Regions from separate parts of the Ovis aries genome. Here region 2 is linked to region 1. A link is a contact called in public Hi-C data. All regions are on one chromosome and are shown on one strand. The core of a region is the stretch at or near the end of the contact, and the rest is flanking DNA. Distances in the headings are between cores, read along the strand shown. Region 1 has its middle 98 kb from the start of SLC44A1. Region 2 holds the start of ABCA1 (ATP binding cassette subfamily A member 1).

Evidence for each region. A called contact is a pair of places that touch in the nucleus more often than the background predicts.
Region 2: a Hi-C map of tail adipose tissue shows a contact between it and region 1, with 6 times the contacts expected there. The contact joins the promoter of ABCA1 here to the enhancer-like site in region 1. A contact is called at or near these places in 9 of 16 Hi-C or Micro-C datasets (hypothalamus, liver, mesenteric adipose tissue and 5 more).

What each region holds. Positions count from the first base shown.
Region 1 is chr2:17,894,464-17,900,315 of ARS-UI_Ramb_v3.0, reverse strand. It overlaps the pseudogene LOC105606854. Among named protein-coding and RNA genes, the nearest start is that of SLC44A1, 98 kb to the right of the region's middle. Within about 2 kb of position 2,720, at least 5 of the 54 cell types and tissues checked have an H3K27ac peak or open chromatin away from gene starts, as enhancers often do.
Region 2 is chr2:18,098,532-18,105,206 of ARS-UI_Ramb_v3.0, reverse strand. ABCA1 (ATP binding cassette subfamily A member 1) reads right to left here and starts at 2,892. Exons shown (of 52, transcript XM_060409002.1): 1 at 2,821-2,892.

The DNA of each region.
Region 1 (5,852 bases), core at 1,471-3,970:
TGAAGTCATTCAGTCGTGTCCGACTCTTTGCGACCCCACGGACTGTAGCCCACCAGGCTCCTCCGTCCATGGCATTCTCCAGGCAAGAATACTGGAGTGGGTTGCCATTTCCTTCTCAGAAACAGACTCACAGACAAATTTATGGTTACCAAAGGGGACAGGGAAGAAGGGATAAATTAGGAGATTGAAATTAACAGATATACACCACTATACCTCTTGCCTGGAAAATCCCATGGACGAAGGAGCCAGGTAGGCTGCAGTCCATGGGGTCGTGAAGAGTCGGACACGACTGACCGACTTCACATTGACTTTTCACTTTCATGCATTGGAGAAGAAAATGGCAACCCACTCCAGTATTCTTGCCTAGAGAATCCCAGGGATGGGGGAGCCTGGTGGGCTGCCATCTATGGGGTCGCACAGATTCGGACACGACTGAAGCGACTTAGCAGCAGCAGCACCACCACCACCACCACTATACATAAAATAGATAAACAACAAGCAAAGCACAGAAAATGATATTCAATATCTTATAACAAATTATAATGGGAAAGAATATGAAAAATACGTATATACATACACATAAATGTTTCTCAATTACTTTGCGATATACCAAAACTATTAATAATACAACACTGTAAATCAACTATACTTCTATAAAAAAAAAAAAAATTTACTGTCCAGCCCATTACAAAAAAGCTTTGTCAAATTTTTGTCTAGCAGCAGAGATAAATCTTACTTTTTCACAGCCCCCACAGTCAGCCATTAAAAGACCAAGGTCTGAATCAGGACTTGACCGAGGAAAGAACCATGAGTAGAGGAGGTGGTGCTTAAAGGGAATGAGTCTAGATATCTCCTGGGCTACAGCTCAGTGTTAGCTTATAAGAAATCGGCAAATATTTGTAAATATTTAGCTAAGTGGACCAGAGAATGAGACTGAGGCACACAAGTTCAGTGCAAGAAGAAGGTAGGTAAGCCCAAGAAGTCAAGAGGAAACAAAGTCAGATGACCTTTACTTTTGGTTGAGCAGTGAAGACAGAGAACAGTAAGAACAGCTAACACTTCTAGAACGCCTGCTGTGTACCAAATCCTATTCCAAGTACACTGTTCATTGTAACACATTTAATGTTCTCAACAGCCCTGTGAGGTTGGTCCTATTCTTATTATTCCCACTCTACAGAGGAAGAAACTGAGGTACAGACAGGCAAAGTAACTTGCTAACAGTTGCACAGTTCATAAGTAATAAAACCAGGATTTAAAACCAGAAAATCCTATTTAGGATCTATGTTCTTAACCACCACACTGCACTCTCTCTCAGACAGACTGGTAGGAAAAGCAAACAGAGTAGGTGGAAAAGGAGAAGAGGAGTGTGGTGATTAGTTGCATCTGAATACAAGGACAGACAGACAGGGAAAAGCAAGTCATATTTTTGGAGGAAAAGTCCAGGCCACACTCAGAGGTGACAGTGAGCATTTTCCAATCACTTCACAGTCATGGTTAATGCCGCTCTGTGCCAGGCTCTGTGACAGAAGCCAAGGGTACAGAGATGCGTTTGATTTGGGCTAGAGGGGATCCAGTCATGAGTTAACAGGCAATGCTAATACAGCACTGTGGAGGATTAAGTCCTTTACAGCACTGTGGAGGCCCAGCAAGGAAAGAAACTCCACCCAGTATATTTGGAAGCTGTACTAGAAAGCTTAGAGCCAGGTGCCAGGATGTAGGATGCAGAGCTTGCGCTGTCTTGGGTCACCTGGATAAACCACCTCCATAATATGTCACAAAAAGACAAGGTTCAAAGGAGCACTGCAGAGTCCAACAAATATCCACATGCCAAACAAATGAAGCAAAGGCATAAATTCTGAAAGAAGTAGTGGGTCAAAAACCCAGCAGCTATAAGAATTAGGGGTACGGTGGCAGGTAGGCAGCTGGAGAGCCCAGATCAACCAGCAGAAGCCAGAACAGAGCAGGTAGAGATGGACAAAAGGGACCTAGACATGCCAGGGTCTTCATGCCATGCCATCTTCCCTACCTCACAGCTTTGTCCCTCATCTTATTTCCTAACAGCTGACATGCTACCAGCCTTAAGAATCAGGAAGTTGCTGACTTTGGTGCCCCCTAGTGCTGGGGAAGACCGGTCCAGAGTTAAGCATTTAATGCTAATACTTCTATACTCTGCCACCATCCAGCTGACCTTCCCAGGATGAGCTAACAGTCTTCCTCTAAAAGGAAGTGTCCAGCTCCTTTTCTCACTCGCATTTCTTCCTGGAAACATTCCATCCAGAGCTTAAGGCTGCCAGTGACCTGACACTGTTGATGATTTCACAGTCTCCCTCTGGGAAATGAAGTGACTTAGCAGTCATTAAGACCAAGATAACAGTGCAAGTTGTCAGTGGTTCCTTGCAGAGCAGAGAAATGTCAAGGCTGTTGGGTGTCTAAATGGAGTCACAGGTCCTAGGGTTAATGTAACAGGGGGAAAAAAAAAAATGACAGTGTACAGAGTTGAAGGCTAGTCCAACAATTATCAAGTCCCCAGGGAGTCTCCATAAAGACTTGTTGACTCTGTTCTAACAATAGGAAGGGTGGTATGCTACACCATAGTTCTTCCTTCCTGATTTCCAGCATACTGACCTACACTCCTATACTGGACATTACCAGTGGACAATCACTGCTGTGCTTTTAATATATTAGATATCCATAAGCCATCCATGTTTGGCCAAAACCCCTCCTCAGAGGAACTATTCACCCCACCCCATCCATATGGCAAATTCCTACATGGCCTTGTCTTCCCCAGCACATTTGGTTAGTTAGGGATGAAGCTCTTGATCCTGGGAGAGCTAACCAGAGCCCTTCTTTACGATTCTCTCAACTGGAATAAGAGAATCAGTCTATGCTTATCCACACTGCATGCCCCTCTACTTGCTCTAGTGTTTCTCAGCCACTGCAACTGAGGTCTACTTGGTCTGTTTCTCTGGATTCCAACTCACTGCATCATTCTTGGCTATTTCTTCACTATCAATATGTCTTCAAAGTATTCAGAGCCTCCAGCCAGCAAGATAAGTTAGCCACTGCCATCCAGCATCAAGGGCTGAGCCTAGAAAAGCATAATAAATCTGCGAATGTTGTATAGTACAGTACAGACTAGAACTGCCACCAGAAGTCAGAAAAGGGAAAAATCAGTGTGGGGTCTTATCAAACAAATGGCTAGAATTTAGAGAGATAGAAAGGGCATTCTAATCTAGAAAAAATAATGACAATGAAGCAGAAAAGAGCTTAGGTCCAGAGGTCTGCAGACAAGAAATGAACTTGACTGGAGTGAGTCCTGTAAGAATGGGACCGTAGAGCTCTGTGGAAAGCTGCAGAGTTGGGGTTCCGTTCTACAGTATGGGGTTAAAGTTTTCCAGAACACAGCTGACTTCAAGAGATACTGAGTAAAATTCAGACGGCAAGAGGGCAAAACTGACTACTATGCTCAGAAACGATTGGTAACCCAAGATAAAAATAAGTACAACACATCCAATTACAGAATGATCATTCATGTAACAGAGATATCATTTGTCAGACTGCTTATGCCTGTATAGAAGGACATATAACAGTTTGTGCAGTTTATGCTCACGAACTCCCAAAGTATGGTGCGAAGGTTGGCCTGACAAATTATGCTGTGGCACACTGTACTGGCCTGCTGCTGGCCTGCAGGCTTCTGAATAGGTTTGGTATGGACAAAATTTACGAAGGCCAAGTCGAGGTGACTGGAGAGGAATACAATGTGGAAAGCGTTGATAGTCAACCTGGTACCTTCACCTGTTACTTCGATGCAGGACTTGCCAGGACCACTACTGAGAATAGTTTCTGGGGCCCTGAAGGGAGCTGGCAATGAAGGTTTGTCTATCCCTCACAGTATCAAATGGTTCCCTAGTTATGATTCAGAAAACAAAGAATTCAGTGCTGAGGTACACCGAAAGCACATCATGGGGCAGAATGCTGCAGATTACATGTGTTATCTGATTGAAGAGGATGAGGATGCCTACAAGAAACAATTCTCTCCATTCATAAAGAACAACATAACTCCATACGTGATGGAGGAGATGTATAAAAAAGCTCATGCTGCAATATGAGAGAATCCAGTGTATGAGAAGAAGCCTAAGAAAGAAGTTAAAAAGAAGAGGTGGAATCAGCCCAAAATGTCACTTGCTCAGAAGAAAGATCAGGTAGCTCGGAAGAAGGCAAGCTTCCTTAGAACTCAGGAATGGGCTGCTGGGAGTTAATAAAGTGAAAGTGAAAGTTGCTCAGTCATGTCCTACTCTTTGCGACCCCATGGACTGTATAGTCCATGGAATTCTCCAGGCCAGAAGACTGGAGTGGGTATCCTTTTCCTTCTCCAGGGGATCTTCCCAACCCAGGGATCGAACCCAGATCTCCCACATTGCAGGCGGATTCTTTACCAGCTGAGCCACAAGAGAAGCCCAGGAATTAATAAACCAAACCACAATCATCTATCTGGATTTTTCAGGTAAAGACAATAATAAACATATCAAACAAGAAAAAAAAAAAAGAATGGGAACATAATGCCATCTGCAACAACATGGATGGACCTAGAGATTATCACACTAAGTAAATCAGACAAAGACAAATATCATATGGTATCACTTATACATGGAATCTTAAAAAAAGATAACAAATGAATGTTTCTGCAAAGCAGAGACAGATTTACAGACTTTGAAAACAAATTTATGGTTAAGGAAAGGGAAATGTTGAGGGGAGGGATAAAGTAGGAGTTTGGGACTAACACATATACATTCCTACATATAAAATAGATCATCAACAAGGACCTACTGTATAGCACAGGAAACTCTCCTCACTATTCTATAAACACCCACATGGGAAAAGAATCTGAAAAAGAATGGATCCATGTATGTGTATAACTGAATCAGCTGTATACCTGAAACTAATGCGACATTGTAAGTCAACTATACTGCAACATTAAATAAAAATTTAAATTTAAAAAATGGGACCAAATTAGGTGAATCTGAGAGATTATACAAGGTCTTAACAATAAAGCAGAGGAGATTAGACTTGATATGCAGGCAGGTATCATGGTAGTTTTTGACAGAAAAAGAAGGAAGGGGCTTTCCTGGTGGTCCAGTGGTTAAGAATCTGCCTTGCAATGCAAGGGACACCAGTTTGATCCCTCAACGTCCAGGAAGATCCTACATGCCACAGAACAACTAACCCTATGCACCGCAACGACTGAACTGGCACTCTTGAGCCCACAAGCTGCAGCTACTGCAGCCCATGCACCCTAGAGCGTGTGCTCTGCCACAAGAGAAGCCACCGCAATGAGAAGCCCTCACACCACAACTAGAGAGTAGCTCCCACTCTCCACAACTAGAGAAAGTTTGTGCAATAACAAAGTCCCAGCACAGACAAAATATAAAAATAAACAAATAAATAATTTTTTTAAGAAGGAAAACAATAGTTTAGCTATGTATCTCTCAGAGAAGATGAGACTCCCCCTGAGCTACAAAGAAGATGAAAGAGGGGATAATGCTTATTCTCCCTACCAAAAGCATCCTTCGTCTTTCTAAAGGATTTATCATTGGATATTTTGAGACTTTTTTTTGTTAGAGTACTATTCAATTTAGAAATTTAGAAAATATAGACAAGCAAAATAAAAAATGAAAGTCTCCCAAAACTTCATGTACAAAATAAGCATTAAGACATTTATATACATACTTCCAAATGACTTATTATATGTATTAATTAAAATTGATATGTGTTATACAAATATGGTTCTTCTCACTTAGCAATATGTGTTCCATTGGTTGCTTTTCAGTGATAAATTCCTCTATTATATTTAA
Region 2 (6,675 bases), core at 1,643-4,142, 200 kb before region 1:
TTAAGGAATCTAAGGCAATGTCCATTTAATTTTTTAGGAGCTGAAAATAAAAATAGCAAAGGTATTAACAATTTACAATCATGCGGGATATAGCATAAGCAACTTAGCTTATGGGAAGGAAGATCCCCTAAAAAAAATTTAAACGAAAAATATTACAACTTCTCTGCATACAAGATAAATACTACAGAAGATAAAAAACTGTGTCAGTGAGTTTTATTTGGTTTCATTCATTTTTAATAATGTAATCATTAAGAGCAGAGGTTGGAAACAATCAAACCCTAATCACCCTTTTCCAATCTAAGCTAGTCTCACATGAACTGTAAATATGCCCTAAGTCAAGAGGTATCCAGGGTTCATTATAGGCCTCTATGTAGATGTAAATTGAGAGCTGAGATTTTAAACGCTCATCTGAAGGGGAGACACATATCACAAGCGTCCATTTCACAATCAGATACATCATTCTGGAACAACAGGCTGGTCCCTGCAAGGGGGCTCAAGAATCACTCTGACTGCAGTAGCAATTCTTACCCCTTGAACTGTGGTCATCCAAGGCTGTCACTCCAATTCTACCGCTTCTTGCTCTGTGTATCTAATGTTTTCCCAAAACTCTATCATGAATTAACTTAAAGCATAAAGCATTAAAGCTCCTATAAAAGGAGCATTTGGGAATGGATACATGTATGTGTGACTAAGTTCCTTTGTTGTCACCTGAAACTATCAAATATTGTTAATCAGTTATACTTTAATGTAAAATTAAAAGTTAAAAAAAAAAAACACACAAACAAGGAGTACTTGGGGAATAGGCTGACAAGGAAGACTTTGTACTTGAAAATTATTTACCATCAGAAGAGGTTCTACTCCAGAACCTTCTCCCTTTGCTCTCACACTTTCCTTGATTTAGGATAAGTGTCTCAAAGAGAATGACAAGAACAACAGAAAGCCTCCATTAATTTCGTAGTAAGTATGAGGAAAATGGGCTGAAATAAAAGGGGAGATAAAAAACTAAGTACTTCTTTAGGTGTGTTTTAAATTTTGTCTGAAAAGATCGAAACTTAGGTTTGGGTCCCACACTATTGTTTAAAGGGCCATTAAAACTCTGCTTTTGAACTTGCAAATTTTTATGAGGTGTTCTTTGATGGGAGGTGGGAATCGGTCCTTAGGAAGTGACTTGCTGATTTTTATCACCAAGGAATTTTTTAAATATCAAATTTATCGTCTATTATATGAATGTATATACCACGCACTCACTTCCTTGTTTCACTGAAAAGTTCTGGTTTTAAAAGCTGATGGTATCGCTTTTGCAAAAGACAAAGGCCAATTATTTCCAGGGCTACATTTCTTTCTCTCCCTTTTTCCTTCTCTCCCTGTTTTCTTTTATCTTGTTTATTCCCTTCTTTTCGATGAGTGCTGAAAAACAAGCACCTACACACAATACTGGCCCACGCACACCCCAAGAACCTTCCATTTAGCAACTCTCTGGGAGTTGGGAAGCAATCTAAAACACAAGCAGAAGCACTTTCGCCTGATCCCCAGGTTTCCTCCCAGTCTACAATCACCCGTCTTCCTTGGATCTCGGTCGGAACCATAGCAGGCGACAAAGCCTCTTGCAGCCTGGCCTCACTCGGGCCAAGGAGCCGATTCCCAGGCCACCCGGCCAGGAGGCGCTGTGGATCAGTTCCCCCCGTGGCCACCGGCAGCCGGCGCTCAGCCCTCCCTCCCCCCACCACGAAGCACAGCCCGCCCGCGGAGCTGCGAGCTCTGCACCGCCTGCCGGGGTTACTCTCGGTCATTCTGCTGCACCGTCTCGCCCTAGCTTCCCCATCCATGCCCTCCCTGAAGCTGCTCCAAGAGACACTCAGCAAAGGGCAGGAAGATGGGGGGAAGGGGGGGCAGGGGAATGGTCACCTCAGCTCCAGGTTTCCGCAGGGACCCTTCTAACGTTTGTTAAAGAAACAAAACTCTCGTCCCTCCGCCCCGCCCGTCTCCCCTACCCCCATCCCCAGCCTCCCACAGCGTCAGAGGCAGCACCTCCTGGAAGCGTATGGAGACTATGGAACAGGAACCCCCTGATCAAACAAAGCCCCCGAGGCCTCAAAAGAGCACTAGCGCTAAGGACTCTGTTTGGGACACCTCCCAGTCGCATTCTTGGTGAGCCAGAAAGCGCTGCTCCAGTCCAGGGGCGCGGGGGACCTATCCCCAGATCAGAGCCCAACCCGGACTAGCGCCTTACGAACAGAGGGGATTCTGACGGCTGGCATTTTTCCCGGTGGGCGCCGGCCGAGCCGCAGCCAGAGAGGGTTCCAACCGGCTCAGGCGCTTCCAAACAAAGGGAATAGCTCAGTGCCAGACCTCCCATTCTCCCTACTCCGGCAGCAGCGCCTCCAGCACCACCAGGAGCCCCCCGATTCCACTGCGCCCCAGCTACTGCGCTCGGGTCTCCGCGCGCCCAGAGATGCTCCCCGAGCTCCACCGCGGGCGAACCCTGAGCGCAGCGATGTCGCGTCTTTGGGTCGCCAGAGCTCCTCCTAGGACGTCCTCTCCACATTTACGAGCCCGTTTGTGCTGCAGGAGGTGGGGATGTGGGGGTTCGGACTAAAGTCCCCGACACCCAGAGCTTCCCAAAGTCCCCTCGGCCCGAAACGAAACAATAACGTCCAAGTCGCTGAAGAGACTCTTACCTGTTTTCCACTTTTGTGTTTGTGGTTCTTTCCCCAACCCCTTGAAAAACCCTTCGGAAAAGAAGGGGGGTAAAGGGAGCAAAGCGCCCCGAGAAATTGGCTGTGGCGGCGCTGGTTGCACGGCGCCCCCTGTTCTGCCCACCTGCGCCGGGGTAGAGAGGTGTCGGCGCGTCCCTGCCGGCCCCGGCAGCACTCACTCTGCCTCGGAATTACCGGGGTTTTGCCGCGACTAGTTCCTTTTATAGATTCGGCGGCGCTGAGCGCTGGGGTTACTATCGGTCAAAGCCTGTTCTCTCCCTCCTTCCCCGCCCCCTTCCCGGCCTCTGTTTATGTAGTTCAGTCACTCAGCAGAAAGCACGTGGAGCCGCGTCCCGCCCCTTAAACGGGCGACGTCCGGCGGCGCGCGGGGCTGGGGGCGGAGTGCAGCCGGCCTACCCCCGCCGTAGGTCCGCGCCGCTCGGCCCAGCCCGGCCCGCCAGCGCAGGAACAGGGGCAAACGGCGGTCTTGGGACTGTGCCCTCCAGAGACTCTAGTCCAGGTTCAGGGCAGCCAACAGCACGAGTGAAAATCGCTTTCTCTAAACTAGTTCTTTCAGCAACTTTTGTTTCCTTTGTTAATTTACTCAGCTGGAGGGACTTGGGGGCGGAGAGAGGAGAGGAAAGGGGAAGAGAAAGCTAGGCTAAAACCCCTAAGGATGCCAACCCTTTAGTCTTTTTTTTCCTTTAAATGCCCAGAGTGGGGAGAAGATGGACAGTCCTCTGTTCAACTGGCTGGTTTTGTTTTCCACCGCAAACCCTGACTTTGGAATTCAAGAGCCTTTGGGGTTCCCAATTTGGGGCCTCCCAAGTCCCAGGAGGACCCCTGAAAACTGTCTTGCTCCTTCCCTTAGCAAACTGGGAGAAGGAGGCCACAGAAAACCCAGCATTGTGGACTAATTTCCTTTTTATTTTCACCATGTCAGTCAGCAGTAATAGATAAATACACGTGGGCTTGTATTTTGGTTTCTACAGATTTGCAAAGTACCACTAGAGAATCGCAGTCTTGGAAAATCACATAACCATCCAATTCTCCAGCTTCTTCCTCTGGCTTTGGCCTTGACAGTCAAGAGCAAGAGGGCCCGAAACATCTGAGGAACAGAAGCAAGTGTACAAAGGGAGCCCACATACTTTAACTCTCAATATTTAACTCATAAATAAAGCTAACAAACTGTAAAATAAGTTCCTCCTACTTGACAGAGATACCTTTGGAGCAACTGGGAAGGGTGGATTCACGACCAGACTTGCTTTGACTTGAGTTTTGACAAGAAAGTGGTAGAGCAGGAGAGCAGGCTCCTGGACAACTTTGCTTCCCATCCTCAGCTCTGTCATATTCCAGAAGAACCTGCAGGTGTGTGTCTGGAGCCCCAGCTGCACAAGCCCCTCCAGACCATGATTTGAATACAGGCCCACATGTCAGTGGTTCTGTCAACACTAAGGATGGATCCAGTTAGGAGGCCCATGCAGGCCCTGGAAGAGCACTTAAGGGCCTTAGGACAATTCTGGGGTCTCAGCTACTCATAACTTGGTGACTTGGCCCCTGGGTCCTGTGGACCATTCATCCTTAGGGAGGGATGAAGTTTGAGGTGGGCCAGAGTCAAACTTCTGAAGCCCAGGGCCCACAAAAGGAGACCCTGGTCCCTAGGTTCCAGGGTCAAATCTGACAACCACATAATCCACTAACTTTCTGCCTCCGTTTCTTTATCCACAAAAGAGACTATATATATGCTCTCCCTGACTCACTGAGGTTTTCTGAAAGTAAATTTTGTTCATTTGAGCTCCTGGGAAGAATGGCTCTGTAAAATTAAGAGCCTGTTGATAGCCACCTATTAATGTCATTTTCTGGTACCAACCATGGCCTATAAAGAATTTTCCATGCCAAAATTTTAAAATTCCAAGTCTAGCAGAGTTCAAAGTAATCTCTCTGACCTGTAGATATAAAGGAAAGTTCCTGGAGGAGGTGTTATGACTCCAAGTGTGATTTGTGGAAGTGATTATGACTCTGACTCTCCATCCCCTGCCCCACCCCACCCCACCATCCACCTATAAAACAGTGCTTAAAATCCCACCACCAAAATCATTCTTTCTGAAACTGAAGGCTACAGTTTCCAAGAGCACCATACTTAAGTAACCCCTCAGATTGTTCTCCTGGGGAATGAGTGACAGTAAGTCCTGTACACATGAGACAAGGATAGTCTGTTGGAGAAAGGAGATGAGGCCAAGAAGGAGATGAAAGCACCAGAGAAGACAGCCATTGATTCTAAATACAAAGGTCTGTGGCCCCAAAGTCAAATGTAATCATTTCTAACTGAGAATAACCTATGGTATCAAGAATCTGCTCTTCTCAGCACACACTGTAATGTCTGAAATAAGCTTATCAGTTGTGTTCATTTCTACCAGTAAAAGAGCCTAAATCCCCAAAGAGACTAAATGATTTGACCAAGGGACACAAGCACCTAATTCTGCCTTCATCAAGCCCACACTTTGTGAGTATGACAGGTTCATATGAAAAAAAAAAAAAATACTGAATTTCAAAAGTTAGAGGTTAAAAGAATGTGTCCCTTGAGAGAGTATAAAAGTGTGAATTTCTCTCCCTCAAATGTCACAGGTTGATTTGTTCCTGAGTATGCTTCAGTAAGCTTCCCCCCAAGTCCTTCTGTTCCTGCTAACACTGACACCAACACTCCAGGTCTCCACCCTAGGTGACTCTTTCCAAACAAGCAGAATGGCCCTTCTTTGTTGCTGTCTCCGGAGAAGCTGATTCTGTCAGTGCAGCCTGAGTGTCTTGAAGTTCTACTCTGAGATGACCCTGGCATCTTCTAATTACAAAATTCAGGTAGCTGTGGCCTTAGAGACCCTGGTAGAGGCCATGGCTCTACTGATTATCATTATATTGAGACCTTTTAAATTAGGAATTACCCAAAAGGCTTTGCTTGGAAATTGCTTTGATATATAACACTCTATAGCTGGTTCACATAAATGTGCTTAGTCACTCAGTCATGTCCAACTCTTCGCAAACCCCATGGCCTGTAACCTGCCGGGCTCCTCTGTCCATTGGGATTCTCGAGGAAGGACTACTGGAGTGGGTTGCTATGCCCTTCTCCAGGGGATCTTCCCAACCCAGGGATCGAACCCAGGTCTCCCACATTGCAGGAGGATTCTTTACCAGCTGAGCTACTAGGGAAGCCCCCACATAAATGTACACGTACAAATTATTTAAAATATAAATTATTTTCACCACACATGTATTTTTGGTATGCATACCATGCTTTTTGATTCCTGGAAACTCTGGGAGAAAAAAAGAGTATTATAGGAAGTCAATGAAGAATAAAACAGAAAGTATTCTAAAAATAATTTCCTTAGCAGAACTTGTTACAATTAAGAAGACCTGATAGCTGGGCTTTTTGAGAATTCCTGAAGAACGACAGGTGTCTCAAAATTAACGAAGAAAAAAAGACAATTCTTCTTTTATGTAAAGTGGAATTAAAGGACCTACAGTTCATATTTGAGTCAGTTTAATTCCAATACATGGTTAGAAACAAATTTTCAAGCTAAAGATAGTTTAAAAAAAAAGAAAAAGGGAATCACCATTATTTGTGAAGTAAACCAGGTATTGCATAAGCTTTCAATATTACAAGTGCAATATAATCAGACCAGTGCAATCCCCTTCTTTATTAATGTGACTCTTATTGACACATGCAAGATTCAAAACCATTACTGCTTCTGGTCCTGAGTTTGTTCTGCTTGTCATTGAGATGAACCTGTTAGTTTGGATTATAGAGAGATATATTCCCCTGATTTACCGGTTGATCAATGAACTATAATTCTTTTTAAAAGCCATCCTTCTAACCTTTCTCCCTTCAAGCTCTCCTGCTTTTAAGAGCCAAACTGCTGAGAAAATCTCTTCTGTAATCCCTCTGTTTTATTCAGTCTCCAGCCCATTTCAGGCAAACTCTGGCCCC